Linked DNA regions of Mus musculus: all the other regions are linked to region 2. A link is a contact called in public promoter capture Hi-C data. All regions are on one chromosome and are shown on one strand. The core of a region is the stretch at or near the end of the contact, and the rest is flanking DNA. Distances in the headings are between cores, read along the strand shown.

Region 1 (3,527 bases), core at 527-3,026, 260 kb after region 2:
CTGTCAAATTATTTTCATTAATCAGAGGGTCACCAGACAAAGGAAGATTCGTATGTGAGTCTGTGAGTATGGAGTATCCGGAAAATGAACCCAAGTTAAAAGATTTATGGCTTCAACAAAGCAGCAGCACTACTCCCAAATGGCCTCCCGCTTGTACAGAAACACTCCAGACAAGCCCCCTAGTGCACAGTGGGGCTCCCTGAGCTGGGGAAAATGGCTTCTGTGGAGATCATCCACAGATGCAACCCCCAAATATCTTTGGACAGGCGCTTCAGCTTTCTCAAAACAATCTAGCCCAAGTTCTCTTGCCTAGGTTTGTTTACATAAAAAGGATTTTTAGCTACAGGTCATTCGTGGAGGATACGTTCGGTACCCCTCAGGGTTCCAGGTAGGTTAATTAGTATATACCCAATAAAATATAGAAAATAATTTTTAGAAACAAAATTTTAATGCAAAACAGTCGAGAGCGTCTAAAAGATCTGTCAGTCATTTGGCACAAAATCAGCACAAAAGCAGATGCATCAATAAGACTCTGTTTTTAAAGTGTGCAGAAAAATGCAAGGTATCCCTGAACATCTGAAAGGCCTCATTCTGATTTCTAACCCAGACCCAGGATGGCTTAGAGGTTGCCTTTTTGAAATAGTGAATTGCTAACAATTTTTATATAGGTCCGAAATGCAACTTCAGAACCATGATATTTTTATAGCCTAAGGAACCATCTGGGTCAGACCCATACTTGTTTACATTTCAGAAGCACGCTTGTACTAGAGCAACTAAGACCTCTAGAAGCTGGAACAGATAAACAGCCTTCTGAACACCATGCACAGGTACCAGGGATAGACCAAATGGATCTGCAGACCAGTTTGTGCCTAACAAAGATGAGTCTTAGGTTTTGGACTTCCAAGTCGTTTTCCCTCTTCAGACAATTACAATAATTGTCAATAATACAATAATTGTTAATAAGACAATTACAAAGTACTCTCTACCCTGCCACACCCCTTCGGCTAAGCTGCACTTCACAAAATATTTAGATGAAGCCTGAACACAGCAAACAAACACCAGGCAGGCAATGCAGCCTGGCATGCCGAACCTGCCCTCCCCAGAGTCAGAAGGGCCGCATCTCTGGAAATTCTAAGGAAAAAAAAATCTATTAATTTTATTGCAGCCTTCAAAGTTGAGCAGGGATAGTTCAGACACTGACGTTTTTGATTTTCACAGCAGATGGAGAGAGAGAGAGAGAGAGAGAGAAACTTCCTCAGCTCACAAACATATGTGTCCAGTTGAGATATGATTGCTCCAACCTTAGCAGCATCCAGAAAACAAAACCAAAAAAAAAATTATATATATATATATTTTCTATCACTCACCGTTACTCCAGGATTTCAGTAAATATTTGATACTGATTTCAAAGAAGCCGGAATCCTGCTGGCTGGCCATGTCTGCCTCATACAAAGAAGCCCCTAGGACTAGAAGCTGCAGTTGGAGGAGCAGGTACCGGGCGTGGAGATGTGCCTGTCACAGGTTAGTGATGTAAGCGAGGGTCAGAAGCAAACGGCCACGCTCCTCATTTAAAGGACACCGGGAGAGGGATGCTCAACCTCTTCTCCTCTTCCTCCTCCTCCGGGGCCAGGGCTGGCTTCTTATTTGCTGGGTGCTGATCTCCCTTGCAAGCCTTCAGAGGCAGAGGCCTCAGCCGCTTTCATTTCAGAGCTGACATAAGCAGCAATGCCTGCCTACTGCCTGCGGCCGCCCACATGCTCAGCCACAGCCAGGTATGGTGGCAGAGTCCCCACCCGCACTGTGAGCTGCTGCTGCACCCGGGTGGACAGATGTCTGGGCCTCCTGGCTGCCCACCCTGCAGCCCCCCGCTGAGGGATGGACTGAAGCCCCGCCCCCAGCCCCTTCCTTTCTCAACCTGAGCTCCCACCCAGCTTCCACCTCCCAGCTCGCTAGGGGAGGGACTAGGAATTTGCCAGCTGCCTGAGGCTCCTCGGTGCAGAAAGGTTGGCAGGCGGCAGCCCGGGGTGTGCTCGGGCTGCGATTTCCCCTTGTGTCTGTCCCTGAAAACACTCAACTGCGGCACTCTGCGGTAAGCCAGCTGCACCCTTGCATTTGGAAGCAGCGGCGTTTGGGGAGGGGTGTGTGAGTGTGTGTGTGTGTGTGTGTGTGTGTATGTGTGTGTGTGTGTGTGTGTATGGGGGGGGGGGGGGGGATTCTGTCATCGCTGCAACCGAGAAGCCAGACGCCTGCCTGCCTGGCCTTTCCTTCCTTCTCTGGGATGTGCAGACGGGGATCCGCATTTTGTGCAATACAGGCTTTTTGAGGGGCACCCTAGCCTCAAAGCCTGAAGGGAAGGAACACATGCTTAGTCGGCTTGCCTAGCGAACGCCCGGATTCCACCATGGACCGGTTTCTTCATGTTGTCATTTCTAAGACTCACACAGACCAACACACCTTATTTCATAAGCACGAAGGAGCTAGGATGCAAAGGCATTAGGCGCCTGCCTTCTCCTTAATTCTTGGTATCATGTGTCCTGATTTCAGTCGGCTTTGTTTCTCACAACTAATAGGCTTAGTGGAGGGATTAAATAAGAGAATTGTATTTTGACAACGATGGAACCTCTGTCAGGTGAGGTTTGACCAGCCATTTCGAAAGCCACTGGGCCCTCTTTTCCTCAGCATATCTATGACTGGAAGTTTCCAATAGAATGAATTATAATGTAGTAATTATTTAACGCCGCCGCCCCCCTCCCCCCCGCCCGGGCACACAAACGTACAAATTCCGTCCTCCAGCCAACACACAAACAAGACTTCCTAGTTCCTCTCCTAATTCATTCGAGAAACGAAAGGACAGTATACTTTTTTTTTTTCTAGCAAAGAACTTTAAAAACCAATTAAATGCCACTTCTAGAAATGTCCTGGTTTACCTGTGAATGTGGATATGGATACAGTACAGGATACACTCCTATACTCAATGCTTCAGCTTCCTGAAATCCTTCATCAGACTGAGGTCTCCCTAATTCACATGCATACTTCAGTGATGAGTTCATTTTTTTTTTAATCAGCTGTACCGAGAATGTACGAGATCTATGTAAAAGATGATTGGAAGGCTTTCCTTCAAAAATATCCATTAATAACTGGGTTGGCACTCCCCCATCTTACACAGCACTGAAAGAACAAGCCACAGGGGTACTGAGAAAAATGCTACATTGGCTCTCCCAGGGCCCCAGTCTCACCTGGCACCAGCTAGCTTCACTTGCATTGAAGCCTAAGGGAAATTATTAACTTTGCTAAACCTTGGACCCTCATTTATACAGTAGGCATACTCAATGCACCCATTTATACAGTGGGCATAATCAAGGCAACATTTCCTTGCACACAGCACTCTCATATTCCATTACTTAGTGAACCAATAGTAATAGTAAGTAGTGGGGGAGAGCAGGTTGTGATAAGCAAACAAGCTACTCTATATCGCCACTATAAATATTTATGGTTCGTTTGTTTTTGAGACAGGGTCTCTCTTTGTC
Region 2 (3,368 bases), core at 191-2,690:
ACAGGTTCTGGCTGTGTAGCTAGGCTGGTCTCGAACTTGTGAGTCTCCTGCCTCAGCCTTTTGGGTTCTGGAATGACAAGGCCTATACCACCACACATGCTTTTTCTTTCTTGTTCAATGACTGATTAAAATTCCCATTTATATGGCAGTTTCTTTACTCATCTGTCATCTGATATGTAGGTTGCTTCCAGAGTTTGACTCTTGGATGAGGATGAGGGCAGAATCTCTTAATTGATTTCACTTTCTTTGCATATGCATACAAATAATGGGATTGCTAGGTCGGTGGTTCTATTTTTTAAAAAAAGGATAGGGCTGGAGGGATGGCTCAGCAGTTAAGAGCACTGGCTGTTCTTCCTAGAGGTCCTGAGTTTGATTCCCAGCAACCACATGGTGGCTCACAACCATCTATAATGAGATCTGAACTCTCTTCTGGCACGCAGGTATACATGCAGATATATGTTAAATAAGAAAATGTCTTTTAAAAGATATATTTATCTAGTTTTAAAAGGTATGTGTGTGGGCTGGAGAGATGGCTCAGTGGTTAAGAGCACTGACCGCTCTTCCAGAGGTCCTGAGTTCAATTCCCAGCAACCCACATGGTGACTCACAACCTTCTGTAATGGGTTCCGATGCCCTCTTCTGGTGTGTCTGAAGACAGCTATAGTGCACTCATATAAATAAAAATAAATAAATCTTTAAAAAAAAGTATGTATGTGCCTGTGAATGTGTGTCTATGTACGTGAGTGTAAGTTATATCCAGAAGAGGATGTCAGCTACCAGCTGGAGTTACAGGTGTTTGTGAGCCACCCAGTGACTGGGAATCCAAGTTGCTATGAGCACTTTGCAATATGATGCAATATGAACCACTGAGACATCTCTCCTGCCCTCCTATTTTTAAATCTTTATTTTTAATTATTATTATTATTATTTTTGATGGCAAGTGTTTCAAGACAAGGTTTCTCTGTGTAGCCCTGGCGGTCCTGGAACTCACTCTGTAGACCAGGCTTGCCTCCAACTCAGAGATCCACCTGCCTCTGACTCCCAAGTGCTGGGATTAAAGGCTCCACTACAGCACAGCCAATTGCTAATTCTTGAGGAGACTCCGTGTTAGTTTCCATAATACCTATACTAATTTATATCCTCACCCACTGATACCAGATCAACAAAGTCGTCACCAAGAGAATAAGTGAGTGAAATTACTAGTTAAAGCATGTGTGAAGAAGTCAGAAATGAAAAACAACCTTGAGAGAGAAAAAAAATTAGTGAGCACTGCTGATTGGAAAGGTAGGGAAAACAATTAGTCATCTCCTAGGTGACTTCAATTAGGGAGCTAACTGGCTGCTCCCGCTCTGGAATAAATTAAGAAACCTGGGTGAACCCGAATCAAATCTACAAAGAGGAAGAGGAGGGTGAGGGAGGAAACTCCCCCCTCCCCTCAAATGGAGCGTCTTTTCTGTGTTCCCTGTGGCTATGGGACCACAGACCCTTTGACCTACCCTGGCCCCTGGAGACACTGTCAACAGCAAAACTGGCCACAGAATATGGGAGCTCCCATTTTCCTAGCCAGGCTTAGGGTACCAGCAAATGTCTCGCAGTCCTGTATGAACCCTTACAACAGGGCTCAGCTTCAGGCCGTTTCCACTCAGATGGACCCCAACCTGAGTCTATGGCTACGCAGTGTCCACACCACGGAGGTGGGCGTACAGGTGAGCCTTCGAGTGGACAAGTCAGTGCAGTGCTCACAGGGGTCACAGACCCTCCACAGCAGCTCCCTCTCGGACAGAACCAGCTCCAGGAAGCCCACCGAAGCTTGGGAAGTAGGGCGGAGAGCCTTGATCCGGCGACCCCAGGATGGGGAAGACGAGGAAAGCCAGGAGGAGCTCACAGGACCTACAGAGGCCAGTCAGCTGCTGCTACCTACATGGAGCCGGGATCGTGAGGAGCAGTTCCCACGGCTGAAGGAATTGGGGGAGGAATATGCCCACAGCCCTCAGGACAGGAAGGGAAAGCAGGTATGTGCACGCGCAGAGCTCATTTGGGAAGCTCCGCTTTTAGCTGGCTTCTTTCTCTCTGCTCAGCCCCCCACCAGCAGGGTCCTCCCTCCTTCCATTTCCAGATCGGTAAGTGCTATTTCTACCTTTTCTTGGGCGAGGAAGGTGGCGTTCTGGAAGCATGTACTTTGTTTACATGGTCTGGGTGTTTTTCAAATTTTGGTAATATAGGCATGGAGCCTAATTTTAAAAAGTCTTGTCGTTATTTCTGGTGAAGATGAGGCCGACAGTAAGCTTCGAGTGTGTGAAAGGTGAACCTAGATTTTTATTTTTGGAGATGTTGCTGTTGGTGTTGCGGGAAATGGACAGGAAACATCCTAGGGCTGCGAGCCTAGAAGCTAAATTAACGGCTCTGTAGAGAATAGCTGAAAGCAAGGTCCAAGAAGTAGATGCTGTTGCGTTAAGCCATCAATTACGAAACAAGGATCTACACTCTTCTTCTCCTGACCCCCGTTAATAAAATACTTCCATTTGAATTTCTTTTCAGTTTTTGGAACTAAAATATGGCTATTTTCACTGTAAAGATTGTAAGAGGAGATGGGAGAGTGCTTATGTGTGGTGTATCTCAGGTACCAACAAGGTAAGCAAGTGTGAGAGGTGGGGCATGCGTGGGGGGAGGGGCACGGAGGCCTGGAAGGTGCAGGCGCATCAGTGGGAGATCTTTCCACCTCTTTGGCATAGATGCTGACAGGCATCGAGGATGTTTTTTTGTTTTTCTTCCCAAAACAGGGTTTCTCTCTATAGTCCTGGCAGTCCTGGAACTCACTTTGTAGACCAGGCTGGCCTTGAACTCAGAAATCCTCCTGCCTCTGCCTCCCCAGTGCTGCTGGGATTAAAGGCATGTGCCACCACGCCCGGCTTGAGGATGGGTTTTATATCGACACTTCCATTTGAGTGTGAAAGTCAATGATTAAATGAATAAATAACTACCAGCGGTGGTAGTATATAACTCTGCAACTGCAGCACTTGGGAGGGGAAAGATGGGGTTTGAGACCAGCTTAGGCTCCATAAAAAGACCTTTACATGAATGAAAAAGAGAAATAAAAAGGGAAGGAAAGGATATGACTGCCCCTAGGTATAGTAGAAGAAAAAGTTTATTGTAGAAAAAAGGGAGACATACCCAGAGGCAGTGACAAATCTGAGTGAGTCCAGAGTGGTCTTGACCCTGAACCATGTGGGGAGCAGGGAGAGGAAGGAAGTAAGAGAATCTACTACAGCAGACAAAAGACCAAAGAAACAAAAGGAGCAAAGGGGGGAGAGACGGGGGTGGGAGGGGGGGTAGGGGGCGTGGGGGGTAGGGGCACCAAACTGTCTGAT
Region 3 (3,628 bases), core at 7-2,506, 430 kb before region 2:
TAACAAATCTTGCTGGCCATTACCTCTAGGAACTTCGACTTCCCAACACCTGGGGAGAAACGCTTGCTCAGTGGAGAAATGGCCCCGTGTCCTTTTCTAGGGGCCCTAAAGCACGCGCTGCAGGATTCCGCTCCAGTTTCTAACTCCACTTCTAGAAGAGAACCCCAGAGCTGCTGGGGGGGGGGGGGTGTCTCCGCCTGCAAAGTGTCAGACCTGTGTGACCTCGTAATGGGTTCAAGTAAGGATTTCTGGAAGTGGCTCTGGCACTTCCGAGGCCCTCTGTCCCCCAAGGTGGCCCCCTGCCTGGCCCCTCGAACTCACCAAAAGTAGGTTGTGGGCAACCAGGTACCCGAGCCTGGAGCTGCCCCTCACGCCCGGGGCCAGGCGCCCGGTGGCATACCCGTGCCAGGCCACCACGTAGGGGTTGTCAATGGTGATCCAGTACTTGACCTGACCACCGAAGTGGCGGAAGCAGAGCTCGGCATAATCCCTGAAATGGTCGGCCAGGGCGCGATTGGCCCATCCGCCATAGGTGTCCTGCAGGCGCTGTGGCAGGTCCCAATGGTACAGGGTAACCACCGGCTGCACGCCCAGCTCCCGCAGCCGCTCCAGCAGCCGCCGGTAGTAGCGCAGCCCCTCGCGGTTGGGAGTGCCCGCGGTGCCATTGGGGAGCACCCGCGCCCACGATATGGAGAAGCGGTAGTGGGTGACCCCCAGTTCGCGCAGCCCCTCTGTGTCGCGGTAGACGTTGTTGTAACTATCGCTGGCCACATCTCCAGTGGAGGACAGGGGAGGCGACGGGGCACCCGACGGCGCCACGACGATCGGGGAGTCGGACGGGGCCGCCCCAGAGTGATGGGTGAAAGTGTCCCAGATGGACGCGCCTTTGCCGTGCTGTCGCCAGCCGCCCTCGGTCTGATAGGCGGCGCTGCCTACCGCCCAGAGGAAACCGTCGGGGAAGGTGTCGTGGAGGAGGCCAGCGGCCTCTGGGGCAGGAGCGCGCGCGAAGCGAGCCCAGGTCTGCGCGCCCTGACCCGGCTCAGCGCTCAGGCAGCGGGCGCGCAGGGCGAGCAGCAGCAGATGCAGCAACAGCAAACGGAGCAGCACCAGCCGCGGCGGGCGGCGAGGAGGGGCGCGGGCTAGCATGCTGCGGGAGCCGGGAGGGCACCGCGCCGCGCCCCTATATGCCCGCGCCCCGCCGCCCTCCCTACGCGGTGCCCACCCCCGCTCCCGCCGCCCCACGAGCAATGATTATCCAGAGCAGGCGCCGCCCCCCACTCCGGCCTGGCACGGGGGCGGGACAGGGGCTCAGCCAGCCAGGGTGCCCAGAGAGAGCACAGCAGGGGTCATAGGGACGTCGGAGAACAAGCACCTGCTGCAGCCAGCTCAGGGAGCAGACTATTCCACATCGCACAATCCTGTGGCCTCCATCCTGAGATGTCCCCGCGTCGCCCACTCCCCGCGTCCACTCCCTTTGCCTTCCTGGGACTGGTGTTCCTGGAGGACAGAAACAGCTGCCCAACTTTGCACAACGTTTGGCGCCTCGGGGGTGGGGGAGTGGGGAAAATCACCTGCTTTCCCCTTTCTCCCATTCTGAGCCCTCTATCCAGGGGAATCTTTCAGAGAACATCCCAGGAGAGCTTTGCTGTATCTGAACACAGCAGGAAGGCAGGGTGGGGAATTCAGGTGGAACTTTGCGAGGTTTAAGAGTACTCAGGCAGTTTTCTTCTGATAAGAGAGTCCCCCATCCCATTAGAGAAGGCGAGAGTCCGCCTTGCCTCAGACCCCAGCCTGCAGAGCCTACAAGAACACACAGTGGGTCTAAGAATGATGGGTTGTGTGAGGCTTCTGTTTCTCCTTTCCCTGGGTCGTCCCCTTCTCTTCCCTCCCCCGTTATCCCCCTTTAACCCTTTAAATCAGCAGTGTTCCTTAATGAGATCCCTCTGGATTCTCTGGTGAGGTTGTAGCTGTGAGTTGTTTTCCAAGAGAAAGAAAAACTCCAGACCACTCACATTTCAACTTCCATGGCACCATATCCCGTTCATCACCCTTTGCCATCCTTCTTATGAATATCCACGTTTTGACGTCCAGCCCTGGCTTAGCAAGTGGGGTCTCTGGGCAGGAGTGCTGGGTGGGAGACTTCTGTCCCCCACGCCGTGTATGTATGTATGTATGTATGAATGTACACCTATACCTATACATATACACGGGCTTTGTCCCATTCATTGGGAAACATCTCGAAGCTCAAAGGACAAATGTACACTAAGATGAGTCCCTAAGGGAAGCCCAGAAAAAATGAAGGATGCCACCATCCTACTCAGTAAGGTACAACTCAGCCGCTGCCTCCCGCCCACAGAGGGATGAGTAACATCCTTGCAGAACAGGCACTCTGAGAGTGATGTCCTCCTCAGAATTCCACACAAATAGAAAGTCAATACAGCCACAAGTGTTACATTCGAAGATGCTTGCTACAATGTCAGCACAGTAAACTTACTCCAGTACTTGATGAAATAGTCTCAACTCCAGCAAGCACACATTATCACCATTAGTGATATGAAGTCACCAGGTGGGGACAAAGACACCTCGTTTCTATTCAGTGTGTCATTAAAATATCTCAATAAATGAAAAAATAACAATGAGCAATTTTTTTTAAATCGCTTCATGCAGCCTTGCAGTCACCATCTTACCGGAAGATTCGACAGCACATATGTCTGCATGCAGCATCAAGGGCCCCTTCTAGAGCTGAAGCTTCAAGTGACTTAAGGAAACAGTTGGGAGGGCTGTAGAGATGGCTCGGTGGTTAAGAGCAGTGACTAGTCTACCAGAGGACCCAGGTGCAATTCCCAGCACCCACATGGCAGCTCACAACTGTCTATAACTTCAAGATTCCTTCACAATATACCTTCACAGATACCCATACATGTAAAACAACAACAAACCCAATGCACATTTTTTAAAAAGTAATAATTTTTAAAAAGAAAGAAACAGTTGAGGCTGGGGATGTACTTAGTCTTACTGTTTAGTGTGCTAAATAGATTCTACCTATTGTTCTTTTTTTTTTTAAGTTGACCAACAATACTAAAAAGAAAAGGAATTTCTCGTACAGCAGTGATTAAAGGGTGACTAACTGCTTCCCATTTGATATTTATCTGCAAGAGGGACATGTGGTATATTAGATGGACCCAGAGTCTACCAAACTTGATAGCAGGGCTCCTAGATCACAGTTAATTCAACCCAACAAAAGGGATTCCCCGGTAATTAAACTTGATCTTCAGAACTTTCTTTTAAACATTTCTTTCCAGATTTATTTTTACTTTCTATGCTGTGGTAATTGAACTCTGGACTCCCCAAGTATGAGTAAGGACTCCTGTGTTACTTCTCGAATTTGGGGAGATCAAGGGGGTGAGGCAAAACATGAAGTTAAGCAATTAATCAGAGAAGTACCAGAACCCCAGGGTAAAGTGTCCTTCCTGCCCCTGCCCCCATCTCCCCCTTCCCATCCATCCCCGTGTCCCATCCCCCTTCCTGCTAGAAGACAAGAATGCAGCCTTGGGGACTGGCTCACACTTTATTTCAGCTGAGTTGTGTGTGTGTGTGTGTGTGTGTGTGTTTGGGTTTTTTGTATGTT

What was found. Promoter capture Hi-C pulls out the DNA fragments that hold promoters and counts their contacts. Capture Hi-C pulls out chosen DNA fragments and counts their contacts.
Region 1: a promoter capture Hi-C map of pancreatic islet shows a contact between it and region 2. The contact joins the promoter of Fry here to the promoter of Zar1l in region 2. A contact is called at or near these places in 2 of 115 datasets of contacts at active chromatin or transcription factors (embryonic stem cells and microglia) and 1 of 9 other capture datasets (pancreatic islet).
Region 3: a promoter capture Hi-C map of liver shows a contact between it and region 2, with 2.5 times the contacts expected there. The contact joins the promoter of Kl here to the promoter of Zar1l in region 2. A contact is called at or near these places in 3 of 39 promoter capture datasets (liver and stem cell-derived epiblast-like cells).

The regions. Positions count from the first base shown.
Region 1 is chr5:150,258,179-150,261,705 of GRCm38.p6, reverse strand. Fry (FRY microtubule binding protein) reads right to left here and starts at 1,776. Exons shown (of 61, transcript NM_172887.2): 1 at 1,368-1,776. The coding sequence starts at 1,437.
Region 2 is chr5:150,516,231-150,519,598 of GRCm38.p6, reverse strand. Zar1l (zygote arrest 1-like) reads left to right here and starts at 1,440. Exons shown (of 4, transcript NM_001159693.2): 1 at 1,440-2,012; 2 at 2,539-2,631. The coding sequence starts at 1,440.
Region 3 is chr5:150,950,235-150,953,862 of GRCm38.p6, reverse strand. It overlaps Kl (klotho), which reads right to left and starts at 1,256. Exons shown (of 5, transcript NM_013823.2): 1 at 322-1,256. The coding sequence starts at 1,146.